3 separate regions of the Rattus norvegicus genome follow, and all the other regions are linked to region 3. The links are chromatin contacts, called in public Hi-C and HiChIP or PLAC-seq maps. All regions are on one chromosome and are shown on one strand. Each heading gives the region's core, a stretch centred on a gene start, on an enhancer-like site or on the middle of the called end of the contact. The rest is flanking DNA. Distances are from core to core; before and after follow the strand shown.

Region 1 (4,677 bases), core at 330-2,829, 59 kb before region 3:
TCACACAGTACTTACTTTGTCCAGCTTGCGTGACCGGAGTGCATGGGCTGCTCTGTGGTACTGTGCTGTGAGGTAAAGACACTGAGCCAACCAATAAACATCCTGGGGTTCCTCTGAGGGGCAAAATTACACAAGTGGTCAGAGGCTCATGGGGGAGATTTCTAAAGATTAATTAGGGGAAATAAATTGCGTATCACTCACCATGAGAGAGTGAAGCTACCTTGTCTGCCCAAAACAGAGCACTTTGATACTGTTGCTGCATATAAAAAGTAAACACAGGGTGACTACCGTTGCCCCCACAGTTCTGACACATGTCTACTAATATAATATAAACCCATACACCAAATCAACAGCTCACTACAATACCTCCTTAGATGTTGCATGGGGCTCACCAATCATCTGTATTTTACAACTCAACTAGTTCGGGAGTTTTAGTTCATAACTGTAAGAACTTCATAGATACAATTCAAGATAGCAGTTTAACTCACACACTACCAAAAAGGTATCAGCTAGTATCTAAAACAGTAGATAAGAGATGACAGTGCAGTCATCTAGAACTTCTGGTCCTGACATTTATGTAATAACACTGTCCACGAGTTCAAATGAAGTCCAAAGTAGAATTTAGTAGAGCACTAGATCCAAATATTTCAAATTAAAACCACAACATATTAACAGTCACCGATCATGGGCAAAGTCGCCCCCTATAGTCAACTCTACCAAAACAATCTGACAGCAGACAGACACTCATGAATTTGTCCTGGTGGTGCTGATTCCCGGCTCTTACTGCCTCGGCCTCAGTTCCCCAGGATACATTCAGAACAGGCTTGCCGAATGGGTGGCCAGGAGAAAGCCTTAAGGACCCAAGAATCTGCTCAGAACAGATGCCCCCAGAGTGGAGAAGAGGCCCACATTGTCCTCTACATTTCAGTGCCAAAGAAAATAATCACAAAACCGACTGCCTGTTAACACTCTGCCTTCCAGCAACGTGCTGCAAACATTTGGGTCAATCACTTAGCATCTATTCCGTTTCCCATTTATCGGGAGAGCAAGCATTTTAGCAAAGGCCAAATGACATCACAATGACGTGGACCCCCCCCCCCAGAGACACACCTTCCCTTAAACACTCCCTGCTGTCCACTCGAGGGAAGTGTGGAGGCTGAACATAGAGCATTAGGTATTGTTTCAAGTCCTAATTGGAGAGCGCTTGTCTGTATTCACAAGTATTCTGTCAAATAAGATCCCCAACTAAATCCTCTCAAACATCCCACGGCCCAGCCAGATTCCAAGGCCACAATGCAACCCTCCTAACCCCAACCCCGCTTCCACAGTTCAAGCAGGATCTGAGCGATCAGCTGCGCGCTCCCCGCCAGGCCCCACCGCCCCGAAGCCCAGCGTCCGGCCACCCGCCGCGCACCTGGTCCAGGTACTGCCGGACGCGTTTGCGCAGCGGCTCCAGGTTCATGGCCGCGAGGCCAGGTCAGGCACCCGACACCCCCTCGAGCCTCCGCGCGCCCCCGGGTGTCGATGGACCCAAGCCCGCCGACCACCACCCGGATCAGACCCCGCGCGCCACACGGCACTTCCGCTCTGATAGGCCCTACCCCGGAAGTCCCCTGCAAAAGCGTCCCCTCGGGTGTGTGCCCACTCTATTGGTTCCGTGGCAATCTGGGTGCCACTACCTCCCCACCCCTTGTTATTTTTGAGACTGAATTTTTCTCTCTGCAGTCCTGAGAGGCGCGCGCACACACACACACACACACACACACACACACACACACACACACACACACACACACACACACACACACACACACACACACACACACACGGTGGTGATCCAACCGTACTCATTGACTTGAGGTGGGTATGTGGCCAGGTATAGTTGACCATATTTACAGATGTTTCCATTCACTTTGTGAATAGAATCATTTTATAAAGAAAATTTGTGCTGTCACCACAGATGGTAAACATCAGAGACAGTTATCTGGGAAAGTAGTGGATTAACATTCTAACACTCTGTTCTTTTTATCTCACCTCCAGCCAAGAAAGCTATAAAAAAGAGTAAACAAAGACAGTCATTCCAAAGTATAATATTGCCTTTCTGATAAGTGGTCAGCCTTACTCCTGAGGTTATGTTGGTGTGTGTCTCCGTATGCATCCTGCACTTCTTCCTTGTTATCTTTCTGTGCAGCTGGCTTTGCATCGTCCCAAGGCTGCCAAGACCTTCATTCTTCCAGTAGATACACTTGGAACAAACAAACCATTACCAGTGTGTACACGCTGAGCTATTCGCAATATGCACTGTAGATTCTTTTCTACAGTACGAAGTACAAGTGTACGCTTACAGAATATTAAGGTGCTCCATCTGCCTTTCCTGTCTGTGGTGTATCTCCCTGAATTGTCTGAGTTTCCCATAAGTCATCTTTCTGTAAAGCCTCCAACAATGTTATGGAGTTCCCAGATACAATGACCACAACATATCCTACCTCGCATACCTTCTGTTTCCTTTCTGTACTTTGTATGTGAGCCTAATTTCAAATGTATCTCCTTTTCCACAAAAGAGTGAGAGATACAATGTTCATTTGTTTGCTCACGGGAATACTTTAAACACTGTTCCTCATCTGAAGCTCCTTGTTCTTTGTAATGTTTTATAGCGTTCTCCAACTGGTGGTGGTGGGTTCCATGCAACCAAGCAGAGCTACAAATGTGGCCCAACAGAATGGTATAACCTTTCTTAAAACATTATGGGGCTGGGGATTTAGCTCAGTGGTAGAGCGCTTGCCTAGGAAGCGCAAGGCCCTGGGTTCGGTCCCCAGCTCCGAAAAAAAAGAACCAAAAAAAATTATGAAGTTTGTATGTGGTTTGTTTTGTTTGTAATGCAATTGTGCATTTCTCAAAGGTGAGCTTTGTGCCCCAGTGTCAACAATGCCTGAAAGTTTCTTGTCACATGCAACGAAGTAGGCTGAACTATGTTGTAATTCAAAGGAACCTTTATCTCTTGCCTGAGGATGCTCAAGGACTGGGCCCTGGGTGCTCAGGAATTTGGCAAAGCAATACTCTACGTTTATTTGGGAAGGTGTTTCTGGATGTGATTAATTTTGAACCAGCAGAGTAAAGCAGAGACCCTTCCCCGTGTGGATGGACCTCTACATCCAACCTGTTAAAAGACTAAATGGCAGAAATTCAGTCTCTGCCTGGCCATTCGAGATGGGATGTCAGTGTCTCCTTGCTGTGGATCCAGCCTGCGCTCAGGCTGAAACTTATATCTAGCCCTGTACTAATCATGTTTCTTCTCACCACGACTAGATAAGAGGCAACGTAAGGGAGGAAATGGTATACGTTAGCTTATACTTTGAGGAGACGTTATCTGTCATGGCAGGGGAGGCACAGAGGCAAGGGTGGGAGATAGCTAGTCACTTTAGATCTACAGCCAGGAAGCAGAGGGATAAATGGATGCTGGTGCTCCATTCTAGTACTTTCCTCTCTGATTCAGTCTGAGACTCCGGTCTACAGGACAATTCCACCCACATTCAGGATGAGTCTTCCTTCTTCAGTCAAATCTTTCTGGGAATGTTTTCACAGACAAACGAAGAGCTCTGTTTCTGTGGGGACCAGTTCAGACCAGTTGACAGCCAAGATTAATTGTCATGGTTCTCCTGGGTCTCCAGCTGGCTGAATATAGATCCCAGGCATATAGACCTTGAATATAGACCTTGCGGCATCCATAATTGGGTGAACCAATTTCTTCTCTTCTACTAAGCCTCTCTTCTTATCTCTCTTCTCCCCAACCTCCTCCCTCCTGTTTCACTAGAAAACTTAACTCCATACAGTGACCATTTCCTCCAGGAGGAAGAAAATGAGCTCCCTGAGCAGGTGATATGATTTCTCCTTTTCTTCTCAGTGGTAATGGTGAGAAGAGGGGAGAGAAACCGATCAGGCTGTTTTAGGATACGGACCTCAAAAACCATCAGTTCCATTCTGGTCCTTGACCAGAAGGCAAAAGTGTCCTTGCCAGAGGCCAGAAATGCCAAAAATGTTTGGGCACCGCCCTAGTTCACTTTTCTGTTGCTGTGATAATCTCCATGATGAGAGTCTCAGCTAGGGCTTCCATTGCTGTGGTAAAACACCACGACTATAAGCAACTTAGCGAGAAAAGGGCTTCATTCATTTTATACGTCCTGATCCCAGTCCATCATGAAGGGGAGTCAGGGTAAGAACGGATACCACAGCCATGGAAGAGTGTCGCTTGCTGGCTTGCTCATCCTGATTTCTTACTGCATCCAGGATGTGCGAGCCCTGTGCTAGCACAGCCCACGGTATGAGATGAGCCCTCTCATGTCGATCATCAATCAAGAAAATGTCCGCCCACTCCCAGGCTTGCAAACAGGTCAACCTGATCTGGGTAATTCCTTCTTCCCGAGTAACTGTGGATTGTGTCAAGTTGTGAGCTCTATGTTGCTGGTATCTTTTTTTAGAAAAGATTTGTGTGTTTATTTTACATGTATGGGTGCTTTTGCCTTCATATATGTTTGTACACCGTGTGTGCAGCAGCCACAGAAACTGGAAGGATATTGGATCCTCTGAAACTATAATTACAAATGGTTGTTAACCACCAAGTGCACTGGTTCTCTCCCTCACCCGAGACCCTATCCAGTTCCTCATGTCGTGGTGACCCCC
Region 2 (4,245 bases), core at 468-2,967, 59 kb after region 3:
TTTTAGCCCTCATTCAACTACAACGCCCTTGACTCACTTGTCCCCAAGTCCCGTGGGCATTCTTTCCTAGCCAGGTACACTCCTGTGTCAACGTGGGATTCCTTCTGTACTGTGACAACAGCTGGCTGGAAACATCAGTTCGTTTCTATGTCACAGGCTCTCTAAGCAGCTTCCACACTTATCTTTCTAGTGATCCCAGCCAAGTTGGGGCTTCTCGGCATGTGTCACTGATGGGTACCTCCTGGTCCCCAGGAAGCTGCAGGGAGAAACTCTGGAGAGGTGGGCCCAACACTGACCCTCTTTCTCTGTCCTGGGCACCCCTGTGGAGAACTGTCGAATGCCTCTTTAAAGACTGCAGTTTCCTCCTATGCCCTTGCCTGCTCCCTATGACATGGGCTTGAAACATTCCAGTCCCATGGCTGGCCTGGTGTCTGGCTTTGTGGGTTTTCCTAGTAATCTTGTGGCAGTGTCACGTTCCAATGGACTTGTGGCTCATGAGGGCACAAGGGGAGGCTAAGAGAAAAGAGATATAGGAACCAGAGGCTTGGATTATCCCAATACCTGCCCGATGTCCAAGACTCCAGGTGACACAGATGACAGGTGCTTCCTAGTCCTAGAAGACAGGTCCAGGCAGGGACCCAGCTCACATTTCTCATCCCCCAGCCTCACGCCGTGAGTCGTGAGCTACCCCATCTGTTCTTCTCACCAGGTCTGTGTTTAGTTTGAAAATTTGCAGATCTGTGAGCCAGAGTTTTCAAGATAAGCAATCCCAGCCTGTGTCTTAACTACACGTAGGTCCCCTGCAGCCAGCGCCCTGCAGGCTTCCTGCCAAAACCCTGGGGTGTTGGGCTGTGACATACGGGGCACCAGGCAGGAAGTTAGCCTGGTATAGAAGCACCATGATCTGACCTCAGGGTCACTCTGTTCCCAGGCTCCTCTGCAGATGTGTGAATGGTGTGAGGACCCCCAGTGAAGTTTTTCCATTTCTTACTGGATGGCATCCTGGTCAGGGTCCTGTCTCTGGTGCTCCCCTTCCTCTTTGAAATGCTCTGATAGCAGGTCCCCAGTGGGACAGGCTCAGCACCAGTGGTTAAATCTGGACGGCCCTATCATCCTGTCACATACTATGCGAGCCCTTAGGAGGCTTCAGAATCCCAATCCAGGGGACTTAAGCATCAGATTTGGGGGAAAGCGAGAGGCTTCCCTCAGGCCTGAGCCCCTCTGTTACCTGAGGTCTTTCTGGAACTGACTGCTGCCCTCACAGGACCCTTCTGTGCCCTGTAGCTGGGGACATTTGATATACCATTGACTCTAATGAAAGTTTAATCTAGCTTTTAATTAGTGATTAGCCCAGTGCCTATTTCATAGCAGAATGTTCAGCCATTGAGAAACAGGCAGGAGTCTTCATAGAGCACTGTTTCCAGTCCATGAGGCTACCAGCTGTCTTAGAGCCTGAGAGTCACATGGCTTCTGCCCTAGGTCCTCTTGGAGATTGGCCTTGTCCCAGCCTCCTTAGATTGGGGCACAAAGACCAGGCATGATGAGACCCACCCAGATTCCTTTGTTCTTCTCCATAGTCCTCCTCTCAAGTCCCCATCCCAAGATCCCCATCTGAGGTTGGGAAATAGGTCCAGGAACTCGCTCCAGGGAGAACACTGGGGACGACGCTCTATCATTTCACATGACCAGTGTCGCTTGTCACGAGGTGCACACGGCAAGCAGCAAACAGCTGGGATGGGGTGGGGCAGCATAGATGTCGGGAAATGACTCAAGGAGGACTTGGTGGTTTCTCTGCAGGTCCCAGGCGAGGGAGGCTTATGTGAGCCCTGTGCCCGGTCCTATGGGTGGTGGGGGGCGGGGAGGTTGGAGGGACTGTGAGAGAAAAGATTCAGAGGGCTCAGGAGGAGGGGTGGGCGGAGAAGCAGGGAAGGAGAGATTAGAGAGAGGAGGTTTTCAGAGGGTTCCTGCCAGAGCACAGAGTGATAATGGCCCCTTGTCCACTTTTCTTTTTCTTAATGAAAGTTTCTTGATTCTGTGAAACTCCTTTGAGCCTCTGGCTTCACCCTTTTTTCGATGAGGTAAAAGACAATGTGTCTGTCTGTCATTCCGGTGGCCTCAAGGCAGAAGTTGTTGGCTAGATTAATTTCTTCTTGTCAAACAGCAAAGAAGAGAGAGGGGCCCAGCCCTTGCCTGTGGGTCTTTTCTTTATTGGGAAAGAGGTTTCTGGAGCCCTTGGGCTGGAATGGGGGCTTCCTGGCTTACAGTCCATGCCTCTCCTGCCACTGGCTGCGGCCTGGACAAAGGCGGCCTGTGTGGACACAACCGTGGCTAAGCAGTGCCTGGGAAGGGAAGCATTCTCACTGTGGGCCCCTTTGAGGGCCACAGAAAGGAGGCTTTGTCCACAGGGAGGCCCTGGGAGGGGGTGGTAGGAGAGTGTCCCTCCCCGTGTTTAGCCTGCTTCCTTTTTCTTTTGAAAATATGTTTTAAACTCTGATGCCCAGGAAGGGACACAAGCTGACTGCCATTGATGAGAAAACCCAGTGCACAGGGTGTTGAGGTCCTGCATGCCTAGTTCTTCCTGCTTCTAGCCTGGTCCTTAACTCTGACCCAGGAGGAAAGTTGGCATGCAACTTGCCACAGCCTGGGTGTCCTTGCTGGACACCCCCACAGGTCTCCGTCACAGGCACTATGTAATTACAGTTGGGGCAGCCATAGCTCAGGACATAAGAGGCCTTGAAGCTGTTCAGAGCTGGGGGTGAGGGTCTCAAGTCAGCCACTGGTAAGAAAGTTGTCCCCAGATGTGGGGTGCATTTCCTTTAGAAACGGTTTCTCACGTGCTGTAAATTGTTGGAACACAGATTCAAATGTTCCTAGTGGATCAATATCCGGAGAGAGAAGATACTGGCGGAAAGCAGGCCAAAGTCACTAGGAGAAATTTTTAGAAGCTCACAAATGTATGGAAACATCTTGAACACATCTGTAACTTAAACATTTTCAATTAAATAGTTCCTTCATTTTTTTTTTTTTTGACTGCTATCAATTGGGCAGATTTATTTTTGGTGTTTGGAGATGAATACGCACAAGATCAGAGTCACACTCGTGTTCGAGTGAACTCTTCACCGTGTTGGGGTGAGCTGGCTTTGGGAGGTGTGAGCCCTCTTACGCTCGGCCCCCAGAGCCTAAGAGCGTTCCGCACCAACAATCCCGCTTCAGAATGGTTCTGTGGGGACAGACAGGGGCCATGCAGATCCACTGACTGTTCACTGTGACACTGTTTCCAGCTGCGAAAGTTGAGAAAAGCTAACGGTAAGGGAATCTGGAGGTTGTGTTGATGGCTGGGGACACTTGGCCCCTGGTGGTATGTTTGCTTCTCCTGAAAGTGACTGGTGCTTTGGCACGGTGCTAAGGAAAAGCAGACTGTGTCAGAATGTGTACGGAGTTCCCACTTTCCCCTTAAAACCCATCTGTAACCGTTTCCTTTTTTTTTTTTTTTTTTCTTGGTCCGTATATATTTAAGGCAATGTGTTCTAGGAGGGCTTACCCCAGGATGTTAATTCTAGCTTCCAGCTTTCTGACATCTGACTATATTTTTGTTCTAAAAGTAGCTTTATTGAAATATATAATTGACAGTTCATATCATTTAGCTGTTTAAAATCATAACTCCATGGCTTCTGAGGTGTGTCCAGCCATCTCCATGGTCACTTTTAGAACATTGCACTTTTCCAAAAAAAGTGTGGGTCCTGTGGCTGTCACCACTTCTACATGGGGATTCCTCATCCAGTGCTCACCGGCCTCTGCTTCCTAAGTGCTAGGATTAAAGGCATGCACTAGCATAACAGACCAGGCCTTAAAATTAAATGTTTTTTTTTTTTTTTAACAAAGCAGCCTCGGTAGATTTTCATTCCTTTTGGATTTTATTTTTAATTTAATTTTCTCATTTTAAAAAATGATATTTTTAATGTTTGTTAAAATGGAAGAAAATATTTTTCCTATGATTGTCTCCTGTTTTCAAAAGCCCCCCAAATTCAGAGCATGTAAAGGAGTAAAATATAGGAAATTCTGCAAATTTGCACATAAATCATGGTGTGAACCAATTTGCCACCCAAAACATGCTTCCCTGGTTTTAAAGAGAGGGTCGCATCTGACCCAGTTTGGCTCCAGTCCATATCATTCAACCTGGAGTCCTTGCTACTGGCTGTGACCTGCGTCTCAGCCAGAGCGAGTATGGCTGGGCCACCTCTCCTG
Region 3 (4,486 bases), core at 944-3,443:
CTTGGCAGCCTTACTTCACTGAATGTGGTGTTACGGTCTTTAAAAGCTTCAAAACAGGCTGTCCCAGGATCACGGGGTATTAGCTAGGGCGCTGGGTCCTACTGTAGATGTCAACGAAATTTCAACAAGTTGCTCTGCTCCATGTCCTTCAGATCTAGATCTGTCTCGCCTTACCTCTGGAAGCTCATACTCAGTGGCTTGGAAGGTCTGCTGGTCACCTGTCTCCTTCATTCAGGCCTGGCTCCAAGCAGCGGTGCTCATGCGGTAAGCAGTGCTGATGTGGTCAAGGGAAGGGACCAGTAAGTCCAAACAGCTATGTGGGATTCTATAGAGGTCTCAAGGTTTCAGGCACAGAGCCCTCTGTTTTATTCAGAGAAATAAGACCACTGATTCAGAGGAGTCTGGAATTCAGGTTTTTCTTGGCTTCCCCTCCCCCCTTGTTTTGTGTGTGTGCATGAGTGTATGCATGCGTGTGAGTTTGACCCAAACTAGGGTTATCTGGGAAGAGGAAACTCAATTGAGAAAGTTCTCAAATGTTCTATTACATTTCCTGTAGAAAAGTCTGTAGGGCATTTCCTGGTCGTAGGACGCTGGTGGTTGATATGGGAAGACCCAGCTTACTGTGCGAAGTGCCAGTCTTGAGTTGGGTGAGGAAGAAGGCTGCTCAAGCCAATAGACAAACAAGGCAGTAAGCAGCACTCCTCAGTGGCTTCTGCTTCAGTTCTCGCTCCAGGTTCCTGCCCTGACTTGATGATGAACTCCGATGAAAATAAACCAATTCCTCCCCAAGTCTTTGTGTGTGTGTGTGTGTGTGTGTGTGTGTGTGTGTGTGTGTGTGTTTACTACAGGGGTTTTCTGTGTACTTCTGGCTGTCTTGGAACTTACTCTGTAGATCTGGCTGGTCTTGAACCCAGAGATCTGCCTGCCTCTGCCTCCTGCACTGGGAACAAAGGTGTATGCCAACACCTCCTGGCTTTTTATTCATTTTTTTTCCAAGTTGGTTTTGCTCCTGGAGCTTTATCTCAAGACAGCAGCCGGGCTAAAGCAGTCTTTTGGTCATTTTGTATCATCTGCCCCCCTACTCCATACCTGTCCAGCCATGTGCCTGCTACCCAAGTTCTCTACCACTGAGCTGAATTCCTGAGCCAGCAATTCAGGCTTTTTGATATGTTAACCTAGAGGGGCTCCCTCTCTTCCCAGTCAGAGCCTGACTATGACACAGCAGCTTCTGGAGGGTTTTAATTCAGCGCCTCTGGAATTCCAGCACCTTTCTGGGCACGCTGACCTATCCACTGTATTTCTGTTCTCTGGTTGCTGGTGAGAGAGATACCAGACAGCACCAAGGAGCTTTTGTGTTACACCCTCCTTTCAGACGGTGTATCAATGATCTAGCCTCCCGACTCCACAGCCGATGCCATTTCGGTTTTCAGACCTCCCAGAAGCACTGTATTCTTTCCACACACCAATCAAATTGCCAGTAAGCACCAGGTTTGATGGTCCTGGAATGCTAAATTCTAGGGTCCCGTGGAGATTGCTCAAGTACACCACAGGGCAAGCAGGGACTGCCTGCTGGGCACAGGGTCACTTGAACCTCACTTTGACTGAGCATCACCTTCTGATTTTTCCTGAGCGATCGGCAGGTGTCACTTTTCTCAGTTGCCGAAGCTGGGACCAGAAGAAATCTTTTCCTTTCATACCTTTTGCTTGAATATAGCTTTTTAAAATTTAAGTGCGAGTCGGACTCACGGGACCTGGCAGTTAAAACACAGATCAATACTCATGGCTTTATTTTGTCCCAGATCTAGAGAGACCAGACCAGCGGGGGCCTTGAACAGGGACCGCTTCGGGGGCACTCCAAGTCAAGTCCCTTCCGATCCCGCCTTAGAGTCCGACTCCGCCCCTTACAGACCCGACCAATGGGGTGCAGTGTTTGACAGTGGGCGGAGTCGTACTACCCCACCCCATGCAGAGCCTTAGCCAATGAAGATCGGGGCTCTGGCGGAGGAAGGCGCCCACAGCCCCGCCCCCGAGCTCTGCCAATGGAAGGGCGCGAGGCGGTGCACCCGGGCAGAGCGCGGACCGTAGCGCGCGGTGCTCCGGGGGCATCCGCCGCTCGGCTCCGTCTGCCGGCTCCTTTCCCTGTCTTGTCCCCACTTCTGCAGCCGCGCTGCCGGGTCCTCGCGCGTTGGCGAGGTCGACAAGCAGCATGGCGGTGGAGGAAGAGGGACTGCGGGTCTTCCAGAGCGTGAGGATCAAGATTGGTGAGGACCGTGGTGGCGTGGGCAACTCCCCAGACCCCTGCTCCTAGTATCCGGCCCAGCTGGACCGGCTCCTCGTGTTTCCCCGCCCAGACTGCCCGGTTCTCCGTGGCACTGCGGGGGAGGTGGAACCTGCATCAGGGGGCGTCTGTTTGTATGCGCGAGCACGCGTGGTTGTCTGCGTGTGAGCCTGCAGCACCGCTCCGGATCTCGGGCGCCTGAGTTTACATGCACGAGCACGCGCGAATCCGTCTGGGTGCTCCCACTTGAGGGATCGGGTCTACTGATGTCAGTCTCCCGGTGTCCCCGTCGCAGTCGTGCGCAGGAACTTCTTTCCCAAGGAGGGGGCGCCCCTTCACCCTGCTGCAGGTTTTGAGGCCGTGCACGCGCGCGACTCGTGTGTGTGTGTGTGTGTGTGTGTGTGTGTGTGTGTGTGTGTGTGTGTGTCTGCGCGCTGCAGGCGTGGTGATGGAGCCACCAGCACCTCCCCCTCCTTTCATTGAGAACTGGCCGTGGGAGCTGTGGCCGGCAGGCCTGGCATTCAGGCTGCGCTAGGCTGGTCGGGACTTCAGCAGCAATGCTGGGGGCAGGGAGTGAAGTGGAACTGAAGTGATCTAGAGAGAACTTCCTGATTTTTTTTTTAACCTGGAGATTTCGTCTTTCCCAGTTGTTGTTTTTTTGTTTTTGTTTGTTTGTTTTTTTTTAATCTTGTGAGTGATGTGTGAGTCTACTTCCTTACAGTGGTTTTCTGAAGTGACCGTTACACATCAAGCCATTAACGCACTGGGCAGGGGCCAATTTTCTTGGAAGGAATTCTGGGTCCTAGTGCACTGTCCCTGTAGTCTTTTCCCTCTGAACTGCGCCCCACATTACTGGCCTGTTCCCATGTGAAAAGGCCCCTAGTGGGTGGCAACAGTCACAGCCCAGTGTCAGTTGTTGATGACATTCGATGCTGTCTGAAGAATGCCAGCTACTCGCAATCAGCGTGTTGCTTCCTGTCCGCTTTATTTTGCTTTTGAATCATCGCCGAGACAGTTTGATCTTTGGTTCAGAAGCGCTGCGGATAGCATGTGGTGTTTGGGCTGGAGCAGAGGGCATGGGAGGGATTTCTCTGGCTTTTATGCCTGGAATTGCTGTCAGGAAAGAGGCTGCTTTCTGTCCTCTGCGGGCAAAGACCACTTGTGTGAGGGTGGCTGGCTTCAGTTTCCTTCAGCCAGAGCCTCTGACCAAGTGAGTCCACCAGGCTCCAGGGGTGCTGTGCCCTTTTGCTCAGGGACTGGGGAGGTTGTGGAATCCTGTTGGGGAGAATCAGGTCAGTTGGTAACAAGGGTCCGAGACTTTCCCTCTCAGTACAGTGTGCTTGCCTCAGTCCTAGCATCGGCTGCTGTGCACACAGGGAAGGGTTTTAGTTCCAGTCAAACAAAGAGGATTTCTTTTCTGGACTATCACAAGCAAAGTGTCCAAGACAACAGTCTAATCTGTCTGCCGGATTAGGGTCCTCACTAGAGGATCGGCAGAGGGGACAAGTCCTAAGGTCCCTCTTCCATTGTGCCGTTGAATAAGGGTATGATTGGAGCCTTCATTGCCTCTGACTGAATAGGGGCCTGGGCAGCTCTCAGATGTACAGATGTGGTGGCAGTGAGTGAGGTTGGGTAGAGATGTCCAAGCTCCCACTGGCTCTCTAAGTGTTCCTTGTCTTATCTTTCCTCGTCATTTTTCTCAGAGGTCCTTACCTGCAGGGCTGCTCAAGAGGGATGGTCATGCCTCTCTGGATGGAGTATGCAGGGAGCATAGCTCTGCATATAGAGCCTGCCTTCTGTGTCCGAGCACAGATGTGTGTTGGGTTGGCTTTTTGGAGCTCAGGAAACAACTGGTTTGGGTTCGGTGTTTCTTGGCTGCCCTGCTTGTCTGATATCACTGGGGTCCCCAGGGAAATCCCATCAGAAGATCAGGACCCCTAGCCAGGTGGATTGGGTGGTCAGGCTCCCGGTGTGCCTTATTTAAAGTCTAGTAATGGAGGTGGGACCTCTTGGGCTTTCCTTTCCATTTCTGGTTTGTGGTCTTACCACTCTATGATTTGCATCTGCCTGAGTGTCACTAGTTGTGACACTGTTGTTGACTTGAGGGCAGAAGTATTTGACCCTTTCTCCCCCTGATTCTCCATCTCTGTTTTTGTCTCTGTCTCTGTGCCCCCCCCCCAACACACACCAGAGTACACTCCTCTGAGC

What was found. A called contact is a pair of places that touch in the nucleus more often than the background predicts. HiChIP or PLAC-seq counts read pairs in DNA pulled down with a chosen protein or histone mark.
Region 1: a contact with region 3 is called in an H3K27ac HiChIP or PLAC-seq map of oligodendrocytes, with 2.6 times the contacts expected there. The contact joins the promoter of Cdc16 here to the promoter of Rasa3 in region 3. A contact is called at or near these places in 3 of 12 Hi-C or Micro-C datasets (the A7r5 cell line, the Rat2 cell line and liver) and 1 of 1 datasets of contacts at active chromatin or transcription factors (oligodendrocytes).
Region 2: a Hi-C map of frontal cortex shows a contact between it and region 3, with 2.1 times the contacts expected there. The contact joins the enhancer-like site here to the promoter of Rasa3 in region 3. A contact is called at or near these places in 2 of 12 Hi-C or Micro-C datasets (frontal cortex and psoas muscle) and 1 of 1 datasets of contacts at active chromatin or transcription factors (oligodendrocytes).

Annotation. Positions count from the first base shown.
Region 1 is chr16:82,497,186-82,501,862 of GRCr8, forward strand. Cdc16 (cell division cycle 16) reads right to left here and starts at 1,580. Exons shown (of 18, transcript NM_001024744.1): 1 at 1,415-1,580; 2 at 202-256; 3 at 16-113. The coding sequence starts at 1,462.
Region 2 is chr16:82,614,469-82,618,713 of GRCr8, forward strand. The region is part of intron 2 of Rasa3 (RAS p21 protein activator 3); the gene reads left to right. Among named protein-coding and RNA genes, the nearest start is that of Rasa3, 59 kb to the left of the region's middle. Within about 2 kb of position 1,718, at least 40 of the 93 cell types and tissues checked have an H3K27ac peak or open chromatin away from gene starts, as enhancers often do.
Region 3 is chr16:82,555,363-82,559,848 of GRCr8, forward strand. Rasa3 (RAS p21 protein activator 3) reads left to right here and starts at 2,194. Exons shown (of 24, transcript NM_031574.1): 1 at 2,194-2,261. The coding sequence starts at 2,207.